Regions from separate parts of the Mus musculus genome. Here regions 1, 2, 3 and 4 are each linked to region 5. The links are chromatin contacts, called in public Hi-C, HiChIP or PLAC-seq and promoter capture Hi-C maps. All regions are on one chromosome and are shown on one strand. The core of a region is the stretch at or near the end of the contact, and the rest is flanking DNA. Distances in the headings are between cores, read along the strand shown.

Region 1 (3,639 bases), core at 375-2,874, 1.4 Mb after region 5:
ATACCTGTTGTTGCTCTATCTCAGTTCATTTTTCTTCTATCTTTTTGATCATTTGGGCTGTATTCTTTCATCCTATTTTAAGTAGACTATGTAGAAGTCTTAAAGTGTTGCATATACTGACTCATCTGTCATGAATTTGTACAAGCTGAGTACTTGAATTAGGGTATTTATACACTGATGTACTTATATTGCCTTCCTATAGCCTCCATCTGTGGTCTAATGCAGTGTCCAAAAAACTTCTGTAGAAATAAAAATGTTACATTTTAAATTGTCCAAGACAAAAGACATCAGCTACATGGATGTACTGACCACATAAAACACTAACTGCCGTGAAGAAACTTAGTTTTTAATCTTATTTATCTTCAACTTAAATTTAAATAGCTACAAGTACTAGCAACTACCAAGTTGGGATAGCTTCAGAGTATAAACTGCCAAAGTAAAGGTTCTCTCAAGTTGCTCTGTGTAGTTTCCATTCCTTTGTTACAATAGTTGCCCCAGCCATTATAAGCAACCAACTTACTCTCCTGTATCTACTAGTGTGGGTCTTATGAAACTTCAAAGAATTTACTACCAATCACAATTAAATATGCCAAATAGCTCTACAAAGCACTCTTAGTGCCAAATATTGTTCGTATCAATTTGTCAAATGTGTGATATGAAGTGTTCTTGCCAGGTAGTTCAAACACTTTATCTTTAGAAAACTCTTGAGGACAACTGTGGAGTTTTTAAATGGCTGTACACTTACAGGAGTGAGAGCAAGTGAGCATTGCTTCTCTTTTTGTGACTGGTGTTAAGGGAGTCTGATTGAAAACAAGCAGCATTGCAAACATCCAAGTGTGGTTAGTTCATTTTACTTCTGTTATCTGGCACATCTTCAAGGATTACGAGATTGTAAGCACTACAAACTCGGGTTTTGCAAAAACTTCAAAACGTATTTTCACCATTAGGTACCCTAAAAAGGCTTTGAGTGATTATGTGATTCAACTCAAGCCATCAAATCGCTCTGCTTGTTTACCTACTGGTGGAAAAAAAAAAAAAAAAAGAAATGTCAGGCAGAAGTTGTGGCCAAGGTCACCAGGTAAAGTGAGGCTAGTGTTGAAAAATTCTTTCAGGAGATGAAGACCAAGGGTTCGGGTCATCAAGTACAAGGCAGTGAGGGAAAACTTTTGCCTGATGACCCTCCAAAGAAATCTCAGGGGAAGAAAACTGTTCTAGCCCACGGAGTGAACATATTTGGGTTTTTCATGATCACCAAGAAGTCTACTAATTTAATACATTAAACTTGCAAGACATACGCAGAACCTCATGCTACAGCCTTCCCCTACTTTTCAAAAGTTTGGAATGGCGGGTACTAGCCTTAAAGAAGAGGGATTATTTTTCCTTTCTGGGTTACCAATACCCTAAACGGCTTCTCTAGCAACCGGATCCCAGACGCACTTATGCGCTTCCTGGAAGCCCATCACCCCCTTCCTTCAATAAACAGCGTGCTGGGAGGCCTAAATGGAGCTGCAGCTCCAAGGCAGCAGCCACCAACCTGCGAGGCAAAGGCGAGACGCGTCTAGTCGCCGAGCCAGGAGCATCCCACACCGCACCATGGGAGCCGCCATCTTGGAGCGCACCAAGTGGAAGGCGGGCGTGGGGGGACAGGCACAGAGCCCGCCTCCGCCGGAAGTGGTCCTACCACCTCAGAGGTCCCCCCTGCCCGGGTCCCGCAGATGGTGCAGCCCGGCCCGGAACAACATGGCTACAGTGTTTCGGCCCCTGGAACGCCTGCGGGTGCCGCGTCCTTCGCTGCATCCCGGGGTGACGGGCTCAGGCTCCGCCTGCTGCCGCTGCACTCTCGGAGGTACGAGCGGCCGCACGCCTGGAAGGAGGGAGGGTGGAAGAGAAGGGAGCGTGAGCCCACCGCGGCCTCTCTTTTTGGAGGAGGCTCGTGCGCCCTTTCCCTTTTGCTGCACGCGTGAGCAGCCCGGTTTGCTTCCGGACTGTGAACCCCTCTGCTCTGTGCCTGGAAAGCAAAGGGCAGCTAGGGACTGCACTTGCAAAGGTCCAAGTTGCTCTTCGAGAACATACCTCAGTCGTCGGGTGTCCTTTTCTGCAAGGTTTTGGTGCGGAGTTTAAGAGATGGGAACCCAAGCTGTGCTGCTTACATTCTCAAAGACTCGAGGCAGGCGTCCTCATCCCCCAAATTATTCCTTACCGCCTTTCTGAAGGCGTGACTGCTATTGATAATAAAATTATTATAATGTGGGCGCGCACACACACACATAGCATCCAGTGACAGAGGTACCCTTCTTCATTTACAGAATAGGAAGTAGACAAGGTTGTCACTCGCCCAAGGTCACAGGGAGCTGGCAGATGCTGTATTTGAACTAAAGACCCAGATCTGACAGCGTCACAGGACTGCCTTTTCATAAACAACTATTTTTGTTACTACCTTACTGTGTCAGATCTCAGTGCACGGTTCATCTGTTTTTATCTCATGCACAGCCAACGATGCAGAAGGGTACATTCCAGACTTGCTGATCTGTGGTCAGTGATTTCTGATCTAGGGTTACTGAGTCCAGATCTGAAAGGCTATCTTCAGTGCCGAAGTTTCAAAACTGGAAGTCATGATATAGCTTTTCCCAATATTTCATGTTTCTCCCAAAATAAACCAAGCAAAAGTGTGTGTGTGTGTGTGTGTGTGTGTGTGTGTAGGTGTCTGCAGTGTGTGTGTGTGTGTGTGTAGGTGTCTGCATTGCTAGCCCCCAACTAGATAGCAAATGCCCATTTGTTCTTCATAGCTCATCTTGTCAACCAGTCTTCACACTCCATCAATCCCTACCTCTTTCAAATGTAAGACTTGCATTCAATACTTGACTGGAGATGTTTGCTTCTCACCAGGGATATATAGTATTTGTACCTCTCTGGATGGATCCTTTAGAGGCAACCATGCTCTTATTTGCTGCGGGGGAGGGGGAGAGCAATCAAAATGACTTTATTTTCTTTTTCTACTTTTTAGCTAAAAGATACCTACTCACAGATAACATTGTGAAGTTAAAGGAATTTCAACATAAGAAGATAGCTATTGCATATAACCTACCTGGCACCAAAGGTAATATCTGTTTTATTAATTCTTTAATCGTCTGTCATTCATATTTCTCCTTTGTCTCTATTCACTCTTTCAAGACCTATCTCATAGAGAGAAAAAAGACAGAGTGACCATTAGTTTCCTCATCAACCCTTTCTCTCAGACTCTGGTACTTCAAGTCCATGGCTCTTCCTTTAGCCCTGCCCCTAGGAACCCCACGAAAATAGTGATATTAGCCCTGTGGCCAGTCATCTAGATCTCTGCTGCTCAGAATATGATTTGAGGACCATCATCAGCATCAATTGGGAGATCGATAGAGATAGACTTGGAAAGGCAGCAGATTGGAATAGACTACATAGTTCAAGAGTCCAGGCTTTCAAATGTTGATTAAGTATACCGTAGACCTGTGATATACTTGTAGGTCAGTAAGACCATGGTGTGGTAGTACATTTGGATTTTTCACACTTTAGAATCTAGGATTTACTTTGAAAAGCTCACTGTATTTAGGCTACACAGAAGAATCAAAATTAGCAAACTTGGCACCTGTTAAGACTGATTGCCAGATG
Region 2 (3,585 bases), core at 358-2,857, 2.0 Mb before region 5:
GTAGATGGAGACCATAGTGTCCCAGTTTTCAGCCTTTGCTCGAGCGATAACAGGTCAGGCTTAACCCTATAATTAAGGAACTTTCCACTCAGCCGTATTACTTTGTTTAAATTCTTGGTGCATAAGAAAACCTCTAGGCCTCACCAGCACTTGGTTCAGGAACTTCAGGAACTCTGGGAGCTTCTCAAGTATGGGGTGGGGACAACCAAATGGCATGACTGTCATCCTTCCGTATTTCCTTGTATTTCCAGAGCTTTGGGCTAAATGCTGCAAGCGTCATCTAAAACAACTCAGGGAAATAGCTGATGGGGAGCTGAGGTTATAGTTCCGTTGGTAAAGTACTTCCCTGGCAAGCATGGGGACTTGAGTTTGATCCTCTAGAACAGTGGTCCTCAGCCCCCTAATGCTGTGACCCTTTATTACAGTTCTCCATGTGGTGGTGGCCCCCAGTCATAAAGTATTTTCATTGCTACTCCATACAGTAATTTTCTTACTGTTATGAATCCTAATGTGAATATCTGACATGTGATCCCCTAAAGGGGTTATGACCCACAGGTGGAGAACCACTGCTCTAAAACCACACGGGGTGCAGACACCTGCAGTCAGTGGCACTTGTGCACTCACCACTGGGGAGTAGAGACAGGAATGTCACAGGCTTTGCTGGTCAGCCAGGTCAGCCTACTTGGTGAGTTTCAGATCATGTATCAAGAAACAAGGATGTCTTCTGGCCTCACATGCTTGTGCGTGTGCACACGTGCACGCACACACACACACACACACACACACGATCCTACACAAAACTCATACACATACATAGCTAATGAAGCAAGAGTACTTGGCACCCGCCAGGCTCTGCTGGGTTTTACACAAATTCATGTGACCCTCGGTTCTTCTCTGAGGCAGATGCTATAAATAGAGGTGTCCCCATTTTCCAGACACACAAACCAAAGTAGAGAGCCATGAGCAAGGCAGCCACAACCATCTGCTAGGTCAGTGATTTCAACCCAGGCAGCGTGAGTCAGAGGCTGTGCTTTCAGTGCCTACCACACACTTCTCCAACACAAGCATCTAATTAGGAGTGCCTCATCATCCAGTGCTCACAGTAGGAAGGCCTAGCATCACCAGGCTATAATCAAAGTGCTAAACCTAAGGAACAGACTGTAAACGTGGCAGAAGTTCCCAAGAAGGAAAGACTACTGGCATCGAAAAAGCTCAAGAGAACTGAGGGTTAATCTGTACAGGCCTTAAATGATGGTTCGGGGAGTTGAGGAGAAGTAGGGATAGCCCAGGCAACATGGATAGAAATGCAAATGTGAGGTGGGTGGGTCTCAGGTGTTGGGAAGTACACAGTGAGCCTAGTAGGTTGAGGCCTTGGTTCATGTTGGGGTAAGGTGTGCTAGCAGGCTGGAGCTAGGGCGGAGGATGAGAGTCAGGGCCACAACACAAGGGAGGCCAGAAGGAAGAAACCTTGACTCAGTTCAGCCCACTTAAAACTTCTCCTCTCCCCTTGTGCACTGAAACCCGGAAAGACTTGCAAGTCAGAGCAAACTAAGCAGACATCTAGCAGTCAGCTTGCCTAGTTCTGTTGCTGCTGCTATTGTTTTCTCAGACAGCTATCACAGAGTTCTCTCACGCCCCAGCTTCCTTGTAGCTCCTGCTGTAGCTAGGTGGATCCACTAGGTGGCAGGCTTCGCAAACAGCACCCAGTATTTTTTTTTTTCTATTCATTTACCATTTCTCCTGATGCTTCTGATTAATATTTGCATGATGCACCTTGTGCATTTTTTACTACAGGAGCTGTCTTTGGTGTATGAATATCAGTCCAACAAACCGCTTTTTGAAAAGTCATAAGTAGAAACAAACAAAAAGTAGGTTTAGCTTTTGTGGAAGGGGGCATTTATTCAGAGCCTCAATACATGCTGAGTCAGCGGGCCCTGCTCCTCTCCATTTTCTAGTGAGAAGCACTCATGATTTGTACTCTAATTTATCATTCACAATTTTATCATGCTTATGCCTCCTTCGTTTTTCAGTGATCTAGTTCTCTGAGCATGCCCCACATGGCCCATGATGGTTTGCTGACCGCCACTGTGGTGGACACAAGCCAGGCACTGGAGAGGTAGAGGGGACCAAGCACCCGCTGCCCATGCGGAGCAGATCGGGAAGGAGGGGCACTGGGGGATGAAGGACAGAGTAGCCAGACTTTGATGGTTCCATTTACCACCATGACTCTGAGAGCAAGAATCTCAGGGGTCCTTGAAACTGTTATCATTATCTATAGTCCAACAATGACAGTCCTTTCTCACCTCAGGAGTAGTGACCCAACCCTCGGATCTTGATTATAAGAATAAAGATTATACATGAGAATGACTTTAAAGCTAAATTGTATTTTTAAAACACCAGGTGGCATTGTTAGCCTCCTACTAGGATATGAAAGTCTGAGCCAGGTGTGACGGGACATAACCACAATTCTAGCCCTCCAGAGGCTGACGAGGAAGAACTGGCACATGTTTGAGACCAGTGTGGGCTACCCTGTGAGTTCTGGGCTAGCCTGATCTACAGTGTTAGACTGTGCTTTAAAAAAAAAAAAAAGGCAATGTTGAGATGCATTGGAATACAAGCCCCAGTGGCTCATGGGATATCAACCTAGTGATCATATGGAGGTGTGTGTGCACTCAGTATAGGAAAGTAGCAAAGAACACTTTTGAAAGATAAGTCCCAGCAGCCTTGTTGCCCCTTTTCATCCCATTCATGAAGGCCTCCTTCCACGAATCTTCAATAGCGAATTTTCCACTTGGTGAGAAATAAGCCAACCTCTCCCGTTAAAGAAAATGTAAATGTTTTAAAGTTTTGCACCTACATGTAGGACATATGACTTACCTTTCTGTTGGAATTCAGACCCCACCTACCTAAAATATTTTCTGCAAATCTATTATTAGGTGGGAGATTATACTTCTAAAATGATATATGAAGAGCTATGAAGGCAATAATAAAAACACTGTGTTTTCAATTATAAGCCAGAGATAAAACATCAACAAAGAGCTCCCTGAAGCAGTGGTGGCCAGCCTGTGGGTCGTAACCCCTGGCGTTTGCAAACCCCTGCATATCGGATGTGTACATTAGGATTCATAACGGTAGCAAAATTACAGTAAAAAAGTAGCAGTGAAATAATTTTATGGTTGGGGGTCACCACAGCTATATTAAAGGGTCACAACAGTGGGAAGGTTGAGAACCACTGCCCTAAAGAAATATAAATAACTAAGGAACCATCAACTCATAAAACTGAAACTCAGAAAAGAGTAGCGGTGGGGAGACACCAGTAGGCAGCCAAGACAAAGCATGTCCTTAGAGAATCTTTGTTGAGAAGTTTCCAGACATGTGAGATGGAAAATAGAGAGCTACAGATATGACATTAAGATTGTTGATAAGATGTGCATATGTTTATACATGTTCAAAGAATGACGAGGATGCGCTAGGGATGATGTAGCTATGTAATTTAATGCCAGAGTGTTGCTTAGCATACACCAAGGCCCTCCGTCTGATTTTCACGCTTCCTTCTCAAAAACAATTAAAACCCAGCAGGAGATA
Region 3 (3,259 bases), core at 411-2,910, 1.9 Mb before region 5:
ATTTATACTTTTCTAATTCTGAAAGCATACCAGGCAAGTAGAAAATAACATACATAATACTGTGCTTTATACGTCATACAAACTAGGCTTTCTTTATTAAAAAACAAAACAAAACAAAGACAAAGCCACAAGCTAAAAGCTATTATTCTTTTCCAAATTCACAAGATGAGGAAAAAGTAGGTTCAAATTCATGACCCCTTTCTCCAGTTCTTCTTACCCCACTGGTCTATATTGTTATTATTTATACCACAGATGAAAGAAAAGAATCCATAGGCCAGTGAAATAGCTCTGTGGGTAAAGGTGCTTTGGTGCAAGCCAGGTGACCTGAGTTCTGTAACTGGAACCCACATCAAAATGGAGGGAGAGGACTGAATCTACAAAGCTGTCCCCTAGTCTTCTCATGCATGTTGTGGTGTGTGTATCCACACATACACATACATACACACACATACATACATATACATATACACATATACACACAAATATGCATACACATACACATACACACATATACATATATACACATACACATATATACCTACTCATTTGCACACATACACATACAAATACATATACACACGTACACATATATACACACACATACACACATGCACAAACACATACATACACACATATATACATACACATACAAACACACACATATATATATATATACATACACATACATGTATACACACACATACACACACTGCTTTTAAAGAATAGAAAATAAATCAAAATAATAAATTATGCAAAAGTTGTTTATAATAACAATATATCAGTTACCAAGTTCTTCTGTTGTTTCATTTGAAATAAGTATTGAAATTTTTCCTGAGAGTTATGATACAAAAGACAAACTTATAATGACAACCTTGATGAGTAATTTTTCACCAATAAAGTGTCAGTTGTAAATCAATGAGAATACTTAATTCCACTTCAAAATGCGTTTAAAGTGGGTTGTGTAAACTAACAAGAAGGGCCGACACGGTTACCAGGAAACCAGGTCCCATCTAGCCTTGCTGTCTTGAGGGATAGGCCATACTTGACTATCTGAAGATAATCTCAGCAGCTCACAGAGAAATCTGTCAGTCAAAAGGGCCATGTAACATATATACCATACAACAACCACATTGTGCTTGTGGCTTTTTGTAGCCATTTCAAGATTTTAAGGTCTTTGCAAGTGGAAACCCCTCTTCTAGATCTTGTGATCTTTGCAAGGAACTTAGTGGGGTCCAGCCCATTGACTAACTACTAAATAGTGGTAGACAGCTAAAAGTGCTTTGAGGCCACAAAAGGAGACACCCATGAGTAAACACAGGAGAGAATGAAGATGACATAAGGCGCCTGGCAGGAGACACTGGTTGTGTAAGAGAGAAGGATGCCGAGCAGCCTGGCTGCCTGTGCGGGACTTCCCACTTAGCAGCACACTCAGAGGCTCAGCTGAAGAAATCAGAGTACTCCCCACCTTTCGGCGTGCCCCCCTCAGGGCACCAGGGGTCTGAAGAAGGGTCTAAAGCAGGGGGGATCCACCCTGACTCCAGGTTGGGGTGGCTATTCTGCCAGATATTTTTTTTTTGAGCCACCAGACAGGCTGTCTCCTGAGATCTGACCCAAAATGGAACTTGGAGGAGAATCAGCTGGCCTCCATTCAAGCCAGACAAACTCAAACAATGCTAGGAGCTGGGGAGGGACCTCGAGACCCACAAGAAATGCTTACTTCCCTTCAGTCTGTGGTATGGAAGCATTTAGTTGAATCAGCATGCTGTGTGACAAACTGTATGGACCCTTCACTGCTTAGAACATGAGTATAATGTCATTTACAGGGATGAAGAATAGATAAAACATTTAAAAAGAACAATATTAGACGCTATTACAAGCCTCGTGGGCATGTCCTAGACCACAAGTGAACGTGATAGAAGTCAATCCACAATCTAGAAGGTTCTTAGGCTTTAGCAAGTTAGCCAGATTCCTCTGAAAAATCCTAAGCATGGTACTTGCTATGATCAGCGCTCAAGTAGGTAGGATGACGGTTTTCTAAGGTGGAAATATTGGACAGGAAGATTGACAGGGTGAAGCACACACTGGCAAATTTATTTTGGAGGCAGGTATGCTAATGTTGATGGCCATCACTGTGGCCCCTTGGACAAGGTCCCTAGTCCTATGTCATTGTTCAGTCTTCTGTCTGGGTGTGGCCAGTATGTGTTTGACTAATACCCAGTGGCCAGGTGAATTCTGTAGCTCTTTGTCTCTCTGCCTCTGTTTCTCTTTCTCTCTCTTTAACTCCATCTACTCTCCTCTATGCAGTATTCTCTCATACATGCTTCTATGGAGAGAGAGAGACAGAGACAGAGAGAGAGAGAGAGAGAGAGAGAGAGAGAAAGAAGAAGAAGAAGAGCAAGAAGAAGAAGAAGAACAAGAAGAACAAGAAGAAGAAGAACAAGAAGAACAAGAAGGAACAGAGAATGGGTTTAACTTTCAAAGCCTTAAAGTGAAAGTGGGACATGAGGCCAACATGCTCTGGAATGCAGGGTCGTTTGTTACCAGTCAGGTGCTGGCTGCTGGGTTTTACCAAACCAGACCAACGAGGATGTTTGCTATTAACTTTAGGCTCTGGCCATAAAACCGAAAGGCAAAAGATGGGGCTCATCTGTAATGCCCTTGGCACACAACACTGCCCAGGGCACAATGGTTCCTCAGATCAAGACATTTAAATTCGTTCAACACATGGTAATTTGCCGCACCGTGAGTGCAAAAATCAAAAGATTCAAGCCCCTCAACGCTTACAAGAATCATGTTGGGGGCCAGCGGTGAGGTGGGGTGGGAGGGTTAGCTAAAGACAGAAAATCAAATAATGTAGGTGCTTTTTGTTTGTTTGTTGTTAAACTGATTTTCCTCTTAAAGCAGATCTTTCTCTTGATAGTAGAGGGTAATTAAGGATCTTTCCAAGGGAAGATGGCAACTGGCTTCAACCCTGAAGGAAGCAGAGAAGTTTGCAGGGCTGCAAGCAGTCTGTGAGAGACAGGGGTAATGGAGAGGTGAGAGGATCAGGGCAATCCAGAGAACAGGGTTAGTATAGGTGAATGGGCAAGCAGGAGGTGAAGATGTCAGAGGGTGGGGACCAGGACTGTGGGGCTGAGCCCAGGGAGCCTCACACATGCCTCAGTGGAGAAAAGGAAGCCAGGGAAGAAAGTGTGCTGAGCAGGCAGTGGTAGGGCCATGTTCATTCCCTAGGAGGATCAGTGCAATTAACCTCAGAAGG
Region 4 (3,239 bases), core at 487-2,986, 1.9 Mb before region 5:
AAAGTGGGGGTAGTGGTGAGTAATTGGAATGAAGGGATAGCGGAGGAATTTGATTAAAACACATTACATTGCATGTATCCAATTTTCAAACTATAAATAAAAATTATAAAAATAATAGACCATGTGGCAAGCCAAAAATACATTGTAACATGTTTAACATTTGAAATAATGTCACACATCATTTCTGATTATTGAAGAATGAGACTAATATCAATAGCAAGAGAAAATTTTAAACATACACAAGGACACAGAGACCAAAGGAACAATGAGTTATTGAGGCAATGAGCAGGGATTTTAAAAAAAAATTTCTTCAAATCAATCATTAGTTGAAATACAACAGAAGAAATCAATAACCATTTATTAGCATTTTACTCTTAGTAAGACTCATTTGCGCCCAAAGCTTATAGAACAGTTGAAAATACTTGGTATCAGCATTTTTCAGATACACACCATTTGACAGTCTAGAAACATTTCCTCACAAAACAATTGTCTTTATGACTACAAAGAGACCTAAGAACCACTTTTCTCTACTATATGATACCAAGATGTTCCACCACCAGAGATCGTTCATTGTCATCCACTAAGCTGAGACCAGCACCATGCATATTAAATAAGGAGCAGAGGAATGAAATCTGTGAATTTAGTTCACCCATTCATCAGTAATTCATCAACATAACACAGAACTGTGAATGGACAACCCTCTTTCCTCTCAGCGCTTGAGGTAATTACTAATTTTTCATATTCTATTGCTTAAAGTGTATATAAACACATTTCTTCTATGACACTCTGTGACAGAGGAACTCTACTTATTCCATTTATCATCTTTTCCTGGTGCTACTAGAATGTGTTACATGGGCAGCCAGGTACCTGATAAATGAATAGGTTCTATTATTCAGTATTTTCCAGCTAGTCAAACATGTTACACATTTTTTTCCAATGAGAAAAGTAAATAGATGTCTTCTCTCTTCAAAACAGTTTCTCGTATTCTATTCCAGTCAATGGTAATTAGAACATGTCCTGAAGTCAGGCTGCAATTTATCTTGCCAGACTCTCTCCACAAACACACAATCAAATCAGAATTAATAAAAAGCCTGTTTTCGTTTTTAATATCTGAAAAAAAGTCATCTGACAGTTCATAAATTTCCCGCATGTAATTTGCTACAGCTAGACTCTTAAGACGTCAGGAGGATTCTGGAAACTAGGAAAAATTCCATCCATAAATTTCTATCTATCTCAGCCATCTGAGCACCAAAGCAAAAGCATTCCTAAGTTCTCCTGCAGTTAAAAGACAGAGCCTCCATTGCACTGTCTCTCAGACTTCCTAATGCTGCAACCCCTTAATACAGTTCCTCATGCTGTGGTGACCCCCAACAACAAAATTATTCCATTGCTACTTCAGAACTATAATTTTGTTACTATTATTAATCATACTATAAATATCTGGTATGCAGGGCATCTGATATAAGACCCTTGTGAACAAACAGGTCATTTGGTTCCTAAAAGGGTCTTCACCCACAGGTTGAGAACCACCACTCCAAAGGGCCTTGGTTCTTACAGTCCTCTGAAGATAACTTATCCCATGACAGAGAATGTCAATACGGGCTGACAGAACTTGTCAAAACAACCCCAAGCACCTAAGGGCCCTTTCATTATTTTAAAAGCCTCACTCAGTGTATATTTTCTTTGCCCTTTCCAATTTCCTCATCTTAGCAAGGGCTTGTGTCAAATCACCCTTCCCCTTTCTGGACTGATCTTCCTCATTATTGCCCTAAGGTTGTTGGCTGGAATCAAATTTCAGGCCTACAGACCAACATCTGCTGAGATTAACACATACAGAAAGCCCACTTAGTGTATTTGGTCAAAGGTACTCCAGGATACATCTTAGTTCTTTCCCTGGGAGAACATTCAGAAATGTAGTCTTTCCTTTCCTTCTAGGCACAGAAAAGGTGAATAGAAATGTTCTTTACAGAGATATATTTCCTTCACTAAAGATAGGACTAAAAGGATAACTAAACATTGGTAACTTTGCAAACCAGTCTGTGCTACCATTGCGGTCGATGCAGATCCTGTTAGCAGGAAGCACAGAAAAGCATGGTTCTGGCTGCCCTAAGATGTCTTACATCGTAAAGCAGCTTGAAGAATCCTACTGAACGGAGGGCGCAACTCTCCAAACAGCTCTCTTTGCCCTTTATTTAGCCATTGAAACGTTTCTATATGCAGCTGTGAATGAACCTAAGGGCTAGAAGGGTATGGCTCAGTGGTGGAGCTCTAAGTTAGCCCAAGGGAGGCCCTGATATCCACCCCTAACCATTAATTCTGTGATGTCTTTGATCCTTGTCTAAATTACCTTATACATACACGGTTCAACCTACATTAAAACTTCCTTGTTGTAGCCTCTATGTTTTAAAGATATTTTTAGAAAGCAAACATAGGAAATAGTAAAACACAACCAACACATGTATAAAGCAAGCAAATAAACACAACAACAAACCCATACCAAGAGTTCTTAGGTTATATGATTAGCCAGAATTCCAGACCCCAAACCATGAACTACCTAGCAGTCTTATTGTCTTCCTGTAGCACAAAGTGACGGTTAGCACTCACCCAGAAGGTCATGTCCTCTCTCACCACATCAATCAACCTAGGATAATTCCACAACCTAGCAATTTGACTTACCTAGGAAATTACCCCCTGCTTCTATGAGAGTGCTCCTCCTACCCACCATCCACTCTCGCCTCACCACCCTAGCATCTCCCTATGCTGGGGTATCAAGCCTTCACAGGACCAGGGGCCTTCCCTCCCTTTGATGCCAGACAAGGCCATCCTCTGGTACACATCCAGCTGGAGCCATGTGTACTCTTTGGTTGGTTTAGTCCCTGGGAGCTCTGGAAGGTCTGGTTGGTTGATATTGTTGTTCTTCCTATAAGGTTGCAAAACCCTTCGGCTCCTTCAGTCCTTGCCCTAACTTCTCCATTGGGGTCCCTGTGCTCAGTCCAAGGTTTGGCTGCGAGCATCTGCATTTGTATTGGTCAGCCTCTGCTCCACTCTCTGTCCCTGCATTTCCTTCAGACAGGAGCAATTCTGGGTTAATATTTTTGAGATGGGTGGGTAACCCCATCCCTCAACTGGAGGCTGTGCCTAATCACTGGATATGGTCTCTATAGGTTCTATCCCCCTTTGTTGGGTATTTTGGCTAAGGTCATCCCTGTTGGGTCCTGGGAACCTCTTGCTGTTTCAAG
Region 5 (3,490 bases), core at 1-2,500:
GGGAGAGAGAAAGAGAGAGAGGAGAAAAGATGGGGGGAGGGAGAAGGAGAAAAAGAAGAAAAGAAGCTGGCCAGGAACCTGTGAAGAGAGGGAGAAGGGAGAGAGGGAGAAAAGGGACAGAGAGAGAAAAGAGGGCAGAGTCAGAGAGAGAGGGAGAGGCCAAACAGTCCTTTTTATAGCAAGCCAGGCCTACCTGGCTGTTGCTAGGTAACTGTTGGGCGGAGCATAGAAGGAATGCCAACAACCTGTGCTACAAGAGATCCTGGTCAATAAATAAATCCGCGTTAGTGTTACTGAAAATTAATGTGGAAAATTTCACTGAAGTTAATAAGCCTTAATAAGGAGTTTGACATAGAAAGATAGAGAGTTGCAATAGAGATCTTTGTTAAATAAGATTTTACAAAACTATATTTTTGGAGTAATCTTAAACTTAGAGCAAAATTAAGCATAAGGCACATTTTCTTTTATCACTGGGGCAGTCGCTATTGGGGAGCTTGGTATGTTAATCTATTTGCTTATAATAACCATTTACAGCTGGGCGGTGGTGGCACACGCCTTTAATCCCAGCACTTGGGAGGCAGAGGCAGGTGGATTTCTGAGTTCGAGGCCAGCCTGGTATACAGAGTGAGTTTCAGGACAGCCAGGCCTATACAGAGAAACCCTGTCTCGAAAAAACAAAAAGCAAAAACAAAACAAAAAACATTTACTATGTGTATGTGTGCTAAAACTTCATGCTATCAACCTCAAAATCCATCCCAGATAGCTGTTGGAACAGTCATATTAAAGACCGTCTCTGCAACAAAGCTTTCGGGAACTCTTAAGATAGTATTGGCACTTCTATAGAAGAGGATGAGAAACAATAAATAGGACAACAGCAAAACTGATATGCGTACTCCCCACAGTCATTTTCCTAAAGTCCAACGGAGTCGCCTGGGCTAGCTTGGACAGCACACAAGTGAGCACTGCACGCCATGCCTACCTAAGGCAGGTGGCAGCAATGCGACTTGTGCGCAGGCATAGAGCCTGACCTCGCGAGGGGTGGGCGGTGCTGCCAGCGGCAGCCTCGCTCTGGCCCCGCCCCCGCCCCACCCCCGCCGAACTTGGGATCGCGGGATCGCCCAGGAAACGCATTCTACGGGAACCCGCGGCGCCAATGGGAAGAGAGCGAGTGCCACGAACTGGCCAATGAGGAGCGAGCGGCCCGGGGTTTAAACCTAAGCCCGGCAGACTCCTCCCGGCGTGCTGCGGAGGAACGGCTGTTAGTGTTTAGCTGTGGATAGCCAGAGGTTAGGGTGTCTTCTCGAATCGGGGAACCTCTGATTTTGGAGGAGCCATGGCGCTCAGGGTCACTAGGGTGAGTCGGGCCAGGCGCTGCGGTGATCGCGGCGGGAGAAGACCGCGGGATCCCGGAGCGGGAGGGGGATCCGGGAGGGCTCCGGCGAGGCCGGGGAGCTGAGGACCCACCTTATGGAGGGTGAAAAAGACCTCTGGACCTATCTGGGCTGCAGGACTTGTGGGGAGTGGGTGCTGTGCTCTTAATGGTGAAGGCCCAGGGTGAATTCTTCGCCTTCCCGGAGAGCTGTCTACGACGGAGGCTTTTATGGCATCCTTTCCGATGTAAATTCACCATGTTTAGGGTGGCTTAGGACTTAAGGGGAAACTGGATTAAAGGTGAAAGATTTGGGTGGAAACTTGCTTGTCACGGCTGGAGGCTAGATCCTACCACCCTTGCTTTCCTTAGTTAGGTCCCGCCTTAATTAACCCGTGACTTCCTCGGGGCTGCCTGCTTGCTGCCGTGGACCCTTTTCAAGTTGTTCTTTTACTTCTTTCAGAACACGAAAATTAACGCAGAAAATAAGGCCAAGGTCAGTATGGCAGGCGCCAAGCGTGTGCCTGTGACAGTTACTGCTGCTTCCAAGCCCGGGCTGAGACCGAGAACTGCTCTTGGAGACATTGGTAATAAAGTCAGCGAAGAGCTACAGGCAAGAGTGCCTCTGAAAAGGGTAACTATCGCCCTGAAAAGGGTACCGATCTCCCTAGCCCAATTAACCTGAAAAGGCCCATCTTCTAGCTGTCACCCTTGGGAAAACATTCTGTTCTCTCCCTTTCATCCACAGGAAGCAAAAACGCTAGGTACTGGAAAAGGTACTGTTAAAGCCCTACCAAAACCTGTAGAGAAGGTGCCTGTGTGTGAACCAGAGGTGGAACTTGCTGAGCCTGAGCCTGAACCTGAACTTGAACATGTTAGAGAAGAGAAGCTTTCTCCTGAACCTATTTTGGTAAACTTGCATTTTTTAAAAGTTTGTTTCTTCTCTCTGACTTCATTTCACGTTGATGCACATGACAGCATTTAAATATATTACTTATTATTGAGTGGCTAGCAAAAACATTTTACATGCATTAACGACTCTGGGGTGAGTATTAGCACCCTGCGTCAAATGGTGGCAGATAAATATGGTGGGGCTTTTTGTTTTATGTAGACACCAGAGTCTCACTCACTATGTACTCCTGGCTGGCCTGGGACACGGATGTGGGCATAAATCATTTTCTTTTCTGTGTCTCTGTAGCTCATGCTGTCCTTGAACTTGAGATTTCCACCTCCAATGCTGGGATGGTATATTCAAAAACTATTTTTAAAAAGATTTCAGGCAGAGAAATGAGATTAATTAATAAAATAAGGTGCTTGGTAGAATCCCAGTATTCTGTCTGGCCAGAGGCAGGTGGGGCTCTGAGTCTCTGTAACAAGGTCCAGTCTAGCCAGAGCTACATATAGTGAAACTCCGTATTTGAAAACAAAAAAAGATGATAATGATGGAATGATGGGTTAGCATTTAAGCCTAAAAATGAAGTTTGCCTGAGTTTGTAGCCTGTTAGATTGTGTTCAGCATATTAGGAGGCCCTGGGTTCAGTCCTTGAGTATTAAAATGCAAAAGAGAAAAATGCAACAACAAAAAAAGCATACACGTCGAAGGCACCAGATTTTACTACTAGGTGTGATGATTGGTGCATGTTTGTGATTTGAGCACTTCTGCTAAGGCAGGAAGATTGCAAGTTTAAGGCTAGCCTGGGCTCTCTGTAATCAGGGGCTTGGATACACCTGAATAAAGATTGCTGGCTTAGCATTCTTTTGAATCAAGTTCACGTGGGGCTGAGCTGATGGATAAATGACTTTATTATCTGTTCCTTTGACTTGCTTTACCTACTAGTATTGAGAGTACTTTTTTGTGTGTCTGTGCCCAATTGTGTGTATGTTAGGCCTGAAGAGACAGAGTTCTTTGGAGCTGGAGCCGGCGTTGCAGGCGTTTGTGAGCCACCCAGTGTGGTCGCTAGGATCTGAATTCTGTCCCTCCTGGAGATCGAGGGCTCTTTAATTGCTGAGCCGTCTCTCCAGCTCCCATCTTCTCTTTTGTATTTTGTGTGTGAGGACACAGTTAGAGAGGTTGGAAGACAACTTTTGAGTCAGTTCTTCCACCTTGCGGGTTCTAGGGAT

What was found. Promoter capture Hi-C pulls out the DNA fragments that hold promoters and counts their contacts. Hi-C and Micro-C count contacts between places; a contact is called where the count stands out from the background. HiChIP or PLAC-seq counts read pairs in DNA pulled down with a chosen protein or histone mark.
Region 1: a Hi-C map of CD4 T cells shows a contact between it and region 5, with 4 times the contacts expected there. The contact joins the promoter of Mrps27 here to the promoter of Ccnb1 in region 5. A contact is called at or near these places in 3 of 39 promoter capture datasets (hippocampal neurons, liver and pre-B cells) and 1 of 484 Hi-C or Micro-C datasets (CD4 T cells).
Region 2: an H3K27ac HiChIP or PLAC-seq map of embryonic stem cells shows a contact between it and region 5, with 3 times the contacts expected there. The contact joins the enhancer-like site here to the promoter of Ccnb1 in region 5. A contact is called at or near these places in 5 of 39 promoter capture datasets (embryonic stem cells, hippocampal neurons, liver and 1 more) and 3 of 115 datasets of contacts at active chromatin or transcription factors (embryonic forebrain and embryonic stem cells).
Region 3: a contact with region 5 is called in a promoter capture Hi-C map of liver, with 3 times the contacts expected there. The contact joins the enhancer-like site here to the promoter of Ccnb1 in region 5. A contact is called at or near these places in 4 of 39 promoter capture datasets (frontonasal cranial neural crest, hippocampal neurons, liver and 1 more), 2 of 115 datasets of contacts at active chromatin or transcription factors (embryonic stem cells and large pre-B cells) and 1 of 9 other capture datasets (liver).
Region 4: an H3K4me3 HiChIP or PLAC-seq map of bone marrow-derived macrophages shows a contact between it and region 5, with 5 times the contacts expected there. The contact joins the enhancer-like site here to the promoter of Ccnb1 in region 5. A contact is called at or near these places in 3 of 39 promoter capture datasets (the 3T3-L1 cell line, cranial neural crest and liver), 3 of 115 datasets of contacts at active chromatin or transcription factors (bone marrow-derived macrophages, embryonic stem cells and pro-B cells) and 1 of 9 other capture datasets (liver).

Annotation. Positions count from the first base shown.
Region 1 is chr13:99,342,771-99,346,409 of GRCm38.p6, reverse strand. Mrps27 (mitochondrial ribosomal protein S27) reads right to left here and starts at 1,624. Exons shown (of 11, transcript NM_173757.3): 1 at 1,535-1,624. The coding sequence starts at 1,607. Ptcd2 (pentatricopeptide repeat domain 2) reads left to right here and starts at 1,732. Exons shown (of 10, transcript NM_026873.2): 1 at 1,732-1,846; 2 at 3,005-3,097. The coding sequence starts at 1,741.
Region 2 is chr13:102,743,208-102,746,792 of GRCm38.p6, reverse strand. All of the region lies in intron 26 of Mast4 (microtubule associated serine/threonine kinase family member 4), which reads left to right. Among named protein-coding and RNA genes, the nearest start is that of 1700099I09Rik, 15 kb to the left of the region's middle. Within about 2 kb of position 1,607, at least 90 of the 459 cell types and tissues checked have an H3K27ac peak or open chromatin away from gene starts, as enhancers often do. A contact at or near this core is called in embryonic stem cells, hippocampal neurons and stem cell-derived epiblast-like cells, where this site is marked.
Region 3 is chr13:102,656,767-102,660,025 of GRCm38.p6, reverse strand. No RefSeq gene overlaps it. Among named protein-coding and RNA genes, the nearest start is that of Gm41046, 8.1 kb to the left of the region's middle. Within about 2 kb of position 1,660, at least 66 of the 459 cell types and tissues checked have an H3K27ac peak or open chromatin away from gene starts, as enhancers often do. A contact at or near this core is called in liver, where this site is marked.
Region 4 is chr13:102,715,683-102,718,921 of GRCm38.p6, reverse strand. No RefSeq gene overlaps it. Among named protein-coding and RNA genes, the nearest start is that of Cd180, 24 kb to the right of the region's middle. Within about 2 kb of position 1,736, at least 12 of the 459 cell types and tissues checked have an H3K27ac peak or open chromatin away from gene starts, as enhancers often do. A contact at or near this core is called in bone marrow-derived macrophages, where this site is marked.
Region 5 is chr13:100,784,246-100,787,735 of GRCm38.p6, reverse strand. Ccnb1 (cyclin B1) reads left to right here and starts at 1,250. Exons shown (of 9, transcript NM_172301.3): 1 at 1,250-1,354; 2 at 1,833-2,003; 3 at 2,118-2,279. The coding sequence starts at 1,334.